Linked DNA regions of Mus musculus: region 1 is linked to region 2. The links are chromatin contacts, called in public Hi-C maps. All regions are on one chromosome and are shown on one strand. Each heading gives the region's core, a stretch centred on a gene start, on an enhancer-like site or on the middle of the called end of the contact. The rest is flanking DNA. Distances are from core to core; before and after follow the strand shown.

The links. Hi-C and Micro-C count contacts between places; a contact is called where the count stands out from the background.
Region 1: a contact with region 2 is called in a Hi-C map of cortical glia, with 2.2 times the contacts expected there. The contact joins the enhancer-like site here to the promoter of Lrrc4 in region 2. A contact is called at or near these places in 1 of 39 promoter capture datasets (hippocampal neurons), 1 of 15 datasets of contacts at CTCF or cohesin (the NIH/3T3 cell line), 14 of 484 Hi-C or Micro-C datasets (3T3-L1-derived adipocytes, the HPC-7 cell line, brain and 9 more), 11 of 115 datasets of contacts at active chromatin or transcription factors (bone marrow-derived macrophages, double positive thymocytes, embryonic fibroblasts and 7 more) and 4 of 9 other capture datasets (adipose tissue, liver, macrophages and 1 more).

What each region holds. Positions count from the first base shown.
Region 1 is chr6:28,876,332-28,880,111 of GRCm38.p6, forward strand. The region is part of intron 17 of Snd1 (staphylococcal nuclease and tudor domain containing 1); the gene reads left to right. Among named protein-coding and RNA genes, the nearest start is that of Lrrc4, 46 kb to the left of the region's middle. Within about 2 kb of position 1,875, at least 76 of the 459 cell types and tissues checked have an H3K27ac peak or open chromatin away from gene starts, as enhancers often do. A contact at or near this core is called in brain, cerebral cortex, cortical glia and 3 more, where this site is marked.
Region 2 is chr6:28,829,341-28,833,553 of GRCm38.p6, forward strand. Lrrc4 (leucine rich repeat containing 4) reads right to left here and starts at 2,407. Exons shown (of 1, transcript NM_138682.2): 1 at 1-2,407. The coding sequence starts at 2,274. The coding sequence ends at 316. The region is part of intron 16 of Snd1 (staphylococcal nuclease and tudor domain containing 1); the gene reads left to right.

The DNA.
Region 1 (3,780 bases), core at 625-3,124, 46 kb after region 2:
GTATATATCTGGAGGAACCTGATGATGCTGAAGCCTAGAAGCTGCCTCCTCAGGACCTTAGCTGCCTCTCTGCTGGGTTTATTTAATTCCACCCAGTGTCCCATACAAGCCTCCCTTTCCTCTATACTTAGTGGTTCTGGGCAGGAACAAGGAGGGAATCACGGGTGGCACATATCCACATACAGATATATACTCTCTCTCTCTCTCTCTCTCTCTCCTCCCCCACCCCCGTCCCCTCCCTCCTCCTTTCTCATCCCAGCAGGGCCTTGAACAGGGCTGGATTGGCCATTGATTAGTTTTATTGAGCTTGGCCACCCTGCTGTGTGTTTGAAGGCCTCTGCCACCATGGCTCCATGCCAGCCACACCCTTGGAGCCTAGTGAGTAGGGATATTAAATAGGATTTAGACAGCCAATGGAGTCCCTTGGCACATTTCTCTTTCCTGTCAGGAGGAGGGTCTGGGGCTCCCTGGAAAAAGCACAAAATAGAGAAAGGATGGAGGGCCAGAAACCAGGAGGAGACACAGCCTCTGCTCCTCGCCTATTCTGACTTATACCTGTGCCCAGCACAATAGGGTCCTTCCCTGTGACAGCTGCAGCAACAAGGGGACCCTAGTAAGTTCCAGATATAGTAGGAACCTGAGGAAATCAGAAACTTGCTTGGCAGAACAGCCTGCAGCAGAAGCAGAGGAGGGAAGGGTGGAAGTCTGTAGCTAGAGCTGTGAAGGGTCTCAGCAGTGCCTTGCCCCAAGACAGATCCACCGTGCCCCCAGCTTTGCAGCAGAAGAGAATCTTTCTTTAGCCTGGCCACCATCCGAGTTCAAGAAGACATCACCACACAAATGCACTCACAAGTGACCCAAGATCAGGGGAAACTAATTACCAGGCTCCTCATGTGCCTAGGCCCTGCTGCTGAGCCAAGATTCATAGCTCCTTGGCCATAAGGGGTCTTTCCCAGCCCCTCCCTCCCTCTGCCAAGAACCTGGGAGTGACTCTGTACACTTACTGCTCCTTCTAGAAAAGACCTTTGAATTTTCCTAGTCAGCTCGCATGGGTCCAGGAAAAGCAGCATCCACCCCAAAGATTCCCTCAAACAAGAACATAGCAGGGATGTGAGCTCAGAAGCTTCCTGAGGCTGTGGGCAAATAGCACCTGTCTGCCAAGGGGCCTTTCCAGTGTGTCTGTCTGTCTGTCTGTCTGTCTGTCTTTCCTCATGAGCTTGTTCTACACAAGAGCATTATCAGTCAATAGAGGTGTGTTCTAAGGATGAGGACCACACCCATCCTAGAGAACTGGTTCCATCACGCCAAAAAGATACGCTGCATTTGCCAGCATGCCCAGGACCACTGGGCACCAAGTCCCAAGGAATAGCTTAGCTGCCCCCTCTCCCTCCCAAAAAAACAAGGAACCAAAGAGCCAAATCCAAAGAGCTGAATTCTCACTTAGACTCAAGGTTCCTTCCCTGAGGAGCAGCTCTCCCTCTTCTAGCCCTGATTCTCAGCAGCCCACAGCACCTGCCACTCCATAGGAGCCAGCTAGGCACCTTGTTTTCATTGTCTTCTCATCCCAGGTGGCAGTATGTACTCCCTCTGCCAGGTGAGCTATCCGACCTGGGGTTGGAGGGGGAGGGATCTGTCAGACTTTCATTTGCATCATTGGTGACCTCAGCCTGTTACCCCCCTGAGCCTGAGATGAACAAAGCTCCGCCCCCTCTCCCCAGGGAGGGAACCCGGTGCTGTCGCCTAGGGCTCTTTCACTTGAGGACTCATTAGCAGTTTCTGCTCTCACCCTGTCAGTCAGCTCCAGATTCATCAACGCAGCTGAGGAGAGCCCTCCCCAGCAGCCACAGCCCAGGAAGTAGGGTGGGGGAGGGTTGGTCTCTGAATGGCTCTCAGATCCTCTCCATCAGCCAGCACTGAGGCCTCGTCTCTTTACCAAGCTGCAAGCCTGGAAAGAGGCAGCTAGAGGAGTAGGCAGAGCAGGGAGGGGAGGAAAGAGCCACTGCAGATAACCCAAGCAGGCATGCACCAGGGTGCTGAGAGATCGAGGGTGAGAAGCATGGGTGCTGGCAGGAAGGAGAAGACTCCTGGGTCAGAGAGGTGGCTGGCAGTGGCTCAGCCCATTTAAGGCAGTGATGACAGGCTTGTCTTAGAGGCTGTGTGAGTCCTATTGATCTGTGGAGTTCCAAGAGCCCAGTCGATAAGAATGACTGCCTAAGCTGACCCATTCCAGCCAGAGAAGCCTAGAGGAAAGACCTGAAGGCCTTGTTTGAAAGCTTCCATGACTGTCCTGTCCTGTCATAGGGAACTTGACTAACTTGAGGTGTTAGTGAAGACAGTGGGCATTAGCACCCACTGGCTGCTTCTCCTGGCCAACCAGGGCTGGTGCTGGTGCTGGTGCATGTCTTAAGTCCCTGGGTGATGGAATGAGAACGACAGTAGTAGTGATGGAGACAGATGTTAGCAGCTAGAACCTAGCCAGAGTAAGCCCTACACGTGGCATTGTGAAAGGCACTTCTTTCTCTATGTGGAATGATGGAAAACTTAGGCCTAGGTTTAGCCATTCCCTTCGATAGCCCCTAAACTCTTGCCTCTCCTTTTGGTAGAAAGGCAGAAGTGTAAGCCTGGGGTGACTCAAGGAGGTTCCATAATTGTAGCATGCCTGCCTTTCAGCTCCTTCCAGGGGCCACCCAAGAACCTGCTCATTAGCTGAGAATGTCAGTGACTAGATGTTAATGTTCTAATCAAAGGAAGTAGACCCAGGGATCACTTGTTAAAGTCAACACGAGGTAAAGGGTAAATGTGCATGCCGCTAAGCCTTCCCCAGAGCCCCCCTGTGCTGCCTCTTGCCTCCAGACACCCAACCATCACCAAGGGCCTACTTCTGACTGCACACCTGTGTACCTCAGTTTCCCCATTTGCAAAAGAGGAATAGTGTTATACTCATTCAAAAAGGTTGTTGTAAGGCTCAACTGGATTGATACCTAGAGAGTGTTTAGAAGGTTCGTGGCACTGGTGAGCAAGAAGGTTTCAGGCTAATATCATCCTCTTCCTCTGTACACGTCTTCATGATGCCATGTGTGGTCCTGTCTCCTGCCTCCCCATCCACTTCCTGCTACTCAGCTGGAGAGCCACCTCCCTCCCCTGCGCTGACAGGCCTCACTACTTGGCTAATCTCCTGGCCGCAGGATTGGACTTGACGCGTTGTCACGTCGAATCAACTTCTGAGCTGCTGCAGCTCTGGCACAGGGCATGGGGAAGGAAGGAAGGAAGGAAGGAAGGAAGGAAGGAAGGAAGGCAGGCAGGCAAGAAGAGAGGGAAGTGTGGAGAGGGTGGCCCAGCCTCTGAGCTGAGGTCAGAGCAACCTGCTGGAGGTGAGGAATCCAGAGCACAAGAAAAACAGTTCTTCACAGAGCCAAGTCCCCCATTCCCAGCTGCAACTAGGAGTGCCTCAGGAACAGGAGTGGCCATAGAAATGACCTGCAGAGTGACCTTGCAGAGCACTGTGGGAAGGGAGGTGGAGGTTTGAAACTAGAGGGACTGAGCAGACTGCCCAAAGCCAAGGCAGCTCACTGGTGGGATCCTTACACTCTACTCCTGGGATCACCTGGAACTCGGTTTGATTCTAATTTAATAAGCCTGGGGTGAGATCCTGGAGCCTGTTTTTAAATAAGCTTCCAGTTTGATATCTGTCAGAATCATGACCCTCTAACCTGGAACTTCAGAGACTCCAGCTTTCCTGCTCAGAATCAGCCCTGCAGTGACCCCAGACTTACCCAAGGG
Region 2 (4,213 bases), core at 1,157-3,656:
CACCCTGCCACTTTAGGGGTGTTGGTTGTTTTAGTTTGTTTTGTCTTAGCAGTTTCCACCTTACAGCAGTTGACTTGAGGCTCCTACCCACAACATTGCCAAGAACCCCTTCCCTCCCCTTTAAATAGAACTTACAAGTTAGAAAATAGTTTTGTTTTCATTTTTTTGTTTTTAAATTTTAATATAATCTTTTTTAACCAGCCCATAGATTTAATATATAAGCATATACAAGAAAAAGTCTCTCCCCACTCTGTACAAAAGTTGCTCTTTTTTGTGCATTCTATTGCATTTTATAAGTTTTTGAGGGAGGGGGAGTCATATTTGAGTTTCCTGTACCTTGTCCTTGGTATGGGTCTGAATTATATAAGGTTCAGAGATAGTGGTGACTGTGGGGTGCAGAGAGTTCCCCAGGCTGTTTTCTGTCCAGTGGGCCCCATGTGCTGGTTTGTAGGTGTTGTAGTTAATATGGTCATGTATTGTGGGCAACACTACTGCCCCCTCACCTGATACACCGGACGGAGCTGCTGTTGCTGCTGCAGGTGCTGCTGCTGGGATGTCTTCATCCACCTGGATAATCTCTACTGTCCTGGCAGCTGTGACTGTACTCCGCTGCTGGTGCCGCTTGCGAAGTTTATAGAAGACAATCAACATGGCAGCAGCTAGGAGAGTCACTGCCACAAAGCAGCCAATGATGATCTTGGTGGTCTTCATGACTTCATCCAGGCTGGTCTGCATCTTGTCAGTGGTATCTGTGGAGGGTACTGGCACCTGCTTGGGCACACGGGTGGTCTGAATGAGCACCGTGGTAGAGGTGGTATATGCCGGCTGGTAACCAGTGGATGTGGTGGGAACAGGCTTGTACTTCCGTGTTATGTCCTCAGGTGATATCTCTGTGGTTTCCACTGTTACAGTGGTGAAGAAGCTGAAGTTGGGGGTGTTGAGCTCGGCCGAGCTCACATTGAGGTAGGCCGAGGCATTGGAGTTGCCTGCCACATTGGTCACCATGCATGTGTATACTCCAGTGTCTATGAGCAGCACACGAGAAAAGTTCAAGGTGCCATCATTGAGAACAGAGATCCGGGGATGCCGGGAGGCGTGGCTGAGCACTGTCCCATTGGGCAGCAACCACTTCACAGAGGACATAGGGGGAGTCCGACACTTCAGTTCTGCCATCCGATCCTCAGAGATATTGAGGTCCCGGGGTGCATCCATGATGAAAGGGGCAGAGCACTGAAAGGCAGCCTGGTCCACCTCTACCAGGTAGCGGCCTCGCATGTGCATGGGAGCATGACAGCGGCCACAGCAGGTGGAATTGGTTGGGATATACTCCCGAAGCCACCAAGCCAGCCACAGAATATCACAATCACAGTTCCAAGGATTGTGGTGTAGGTGCAACTCCACCAGGTATCTCAGGGGTGTGAAGAGGTCATGGGGCAAAGATGAGAGGTTATTGTGGGCTAAGTTGAGTTCCACGAGGGAAGCCAGTCCGTCAAAAGCATTCCGCTCAATCAGGCTGACCTGTGAGTTCATCACCCACAGTTTTTTGAGGGAGCTTAGGCCATGGAAGGACCCAGGCCTGATCTCAGGAAAGTGGTTCCCTGACATCTCAAGCTCCTCGAGCCCCACCAGGGGTGTAAGATTGGGCATATCCTTAATGTTGCACATGCCCAAGTTCAGGTACTTGAGGTTGAACAGCCCCTCAAAAGCCCCCTCAGAGATATACTCCAGCTTCTTGAGTTCCCCCAAGTCCAGACGCATGAGGGAGGGCACCCGGTTGAAGGCATAAGAAGGGATGCTCTCAATGGGATTGTTTCGCAGCCAGAGCTCCCGCAGTTTGGACAGGTACTCAAAGGCCCCACTGGGGATGACTGTCAGCCAGTTGTCGAACAGTTCCAGAGTGTTGAGACTGGCGAGGCCATTGAAGGCCCCCACCTCTATCTGCCTGATGGAGTTCCTGCCCAGCTGCAGGACCTCCAGGTGATGGAGGTGCCTGAAGGTGTCGGCCTGAATCATCTGGATGTTGTTTTCCATGAGGTTGAGATACCGGGTGTTGGAAGGAATACCCTGTGGGACCTCAGAGAGTCCCCGGCGGGTGCACACCACCTTGCTGAACTGGTTACTGCAGGAACAGACGGAGGGGCAGTTTTGGGGCCCGGCTGAAGCGGCAGCAGCGATGGCTGCACACAGAATCCACACTTGCGCCGTGAGGTAGACGACGGGAAGCAGGACGGCATTCCAGGTGTGGTGCACAGTTACCTGCCACAAGAGCTTCATGGTGTGGCACGTTCATAATTCACCATCGCCTGGGATTTTGGCTTGGAAAAGAGAACCAGCCTTACCCCGGCTTAAGTGAGCTAGGAGCTCCTCTTTCCATCTGGAGAAGGAGGTGGGGAGGGGGCGATTAGAGACAAGCAGATCGGCCTAGAAAAACCCTGCGAAACTACTGAGCGGCCCCTCATCTACCAGCCCACCCTCAAGGCCAACCCATAGAAAGCTAAGACTCTCTCCCACGTTGCGACCATCCCCACCCAATTCCCTGTCACCTACCTCGGAAGGAAAGCAGGAAAGAATTAGCGCTGTGTCCTTAAGCTTTCTCCACGAGAGCTGGGCTCATCGTTCCCATTCTGACTTTAGTTTTAATTAACAAAGGGGGAAGTAGTGGGGGCAGGGAGGGCAGAGGGGAGGGGAGGGGAGGGGTAGGGGAGACAAAATGGCTTCTAGTAAATCCGGAGCCGGCGAAGCCGCGGAGTTGAGGCGCGCCAGGGAGAGCCAAGGCCCGGCGGGCTATGCAGGTGCATGCCCCCCCGAGAGCCCGAGGAGCGGCGCCACCAGCGCTTCCCTGCTTTGTCCTTGGACCCTGGCACCAGCTTGTTCCAGTCGCGGGAGAAGGCGCTTCATCGCCAAAGTGTGTCTCCAGCCCCCAGCCCTCTCCCTGGGCCGCCGCGGGGGATGGGGGTGCGGGGGCGCTCCCGAAGCCGCCCAGGCCGCGCTCGCTGGTTGCTGCGCTGCTCTCCACTCTGCTTTCCCAGCGTCGGCCGCCCAGAGCTGGCGGCAGCTGATTGCAGTCGTGAGCTCGCGGGGCTGCGAGAGTTAAGAGGTGTTCGCTGCGCCTTCGCCCTCCCTAGGCACACACCCCCTTTTCTCTTCGCCTCTTCTCGGAAGGGTTAAAAAGACAAAAACTGGGCTCAGTTCTCCAGTCCCGCCGTCTGCTGGTGCGGGGAGCGGTAATCCGTCCAGCCCCAGAGGGGCAGCGGCGTGGACGTGGTGCTGGGACCCAGTCCGCGAACGGAGGAGCGCGCAGCGCCCGCGGTCGCGCCCGCACCGCAGGCCCCTTCAGGGAGTCCGGGGGCGGGCGCGGGTCCGGCAGCGGCGGCGGCCGCAGCCCCCGGCAGCGCGCAAGCGCCCGCCGCCGCCCGCCACTGCTGGGCTCCCGGCGCGCCGCCGGCCCCGGCTTTGTGCGGAGAGTGCGAGTTCGCCGCTGGGCTCCCGGAGCCTTCAGCAACGGAGCTGCCAGCGGGCTGCTGCAGCGGCCAGAGCGCTGGCGACGGCAGCGTGAGCAGTGGGGGTAGCGGCTGCGGGAAACGCTCCGAAGCCGGTGAACATGGTCCCCGCTGGCTAGCGGCGGCGGTGGCAGCAGCGGGGCCCCTGCGCTCGGCGCCCACCGTCTCCTCCTCGCGCCGGGCTCGCGGTGTTGCAGGTGGCAGCCACGCAGACTGCTCTCTCATCCTTTTGTCCTTCAGTCAGAACGTGAATGTACTGCTGACGCATACTGTTCTAGGGAGAAGATTAGCGTGATGCAGTGCTCTTATGTATTAACACCGCTCTCCCTCTGCCGCCTGCCCTCAAGGGGTTAACGCCGCGCCTTCCAGCACGCGCTGGCTCGCGCCGCGCAGCCCCGAGTCGCGGAGGGCTGCCTGCCTTCCTCGCTTCTTCCTTCCTTCCTTCCTTCCTTCCTTCCTTCCTTCCTTCCTTCCTTCCTTCTTTTTCCCCACCCCCCTCCCCCCTCCCCCGCAGCTTCCTCCCCGCCCCCTCTAGACGATCGGAGCGGCCCGAGCGGGCGAGCGGGCGAGCGAGTCCGAGTGAGCGTCAAGTGAGGGGCTGCGCGCTAGTCGCAGGCGTTCGCAGCTATTTTGGTCAGGTCGGAGCGAGTGGCTGGTTGGCCGCTGATAGGCTGGAGCCGTGCGGGGCTGCAGCGGAGACTGCGCGGCCCCCA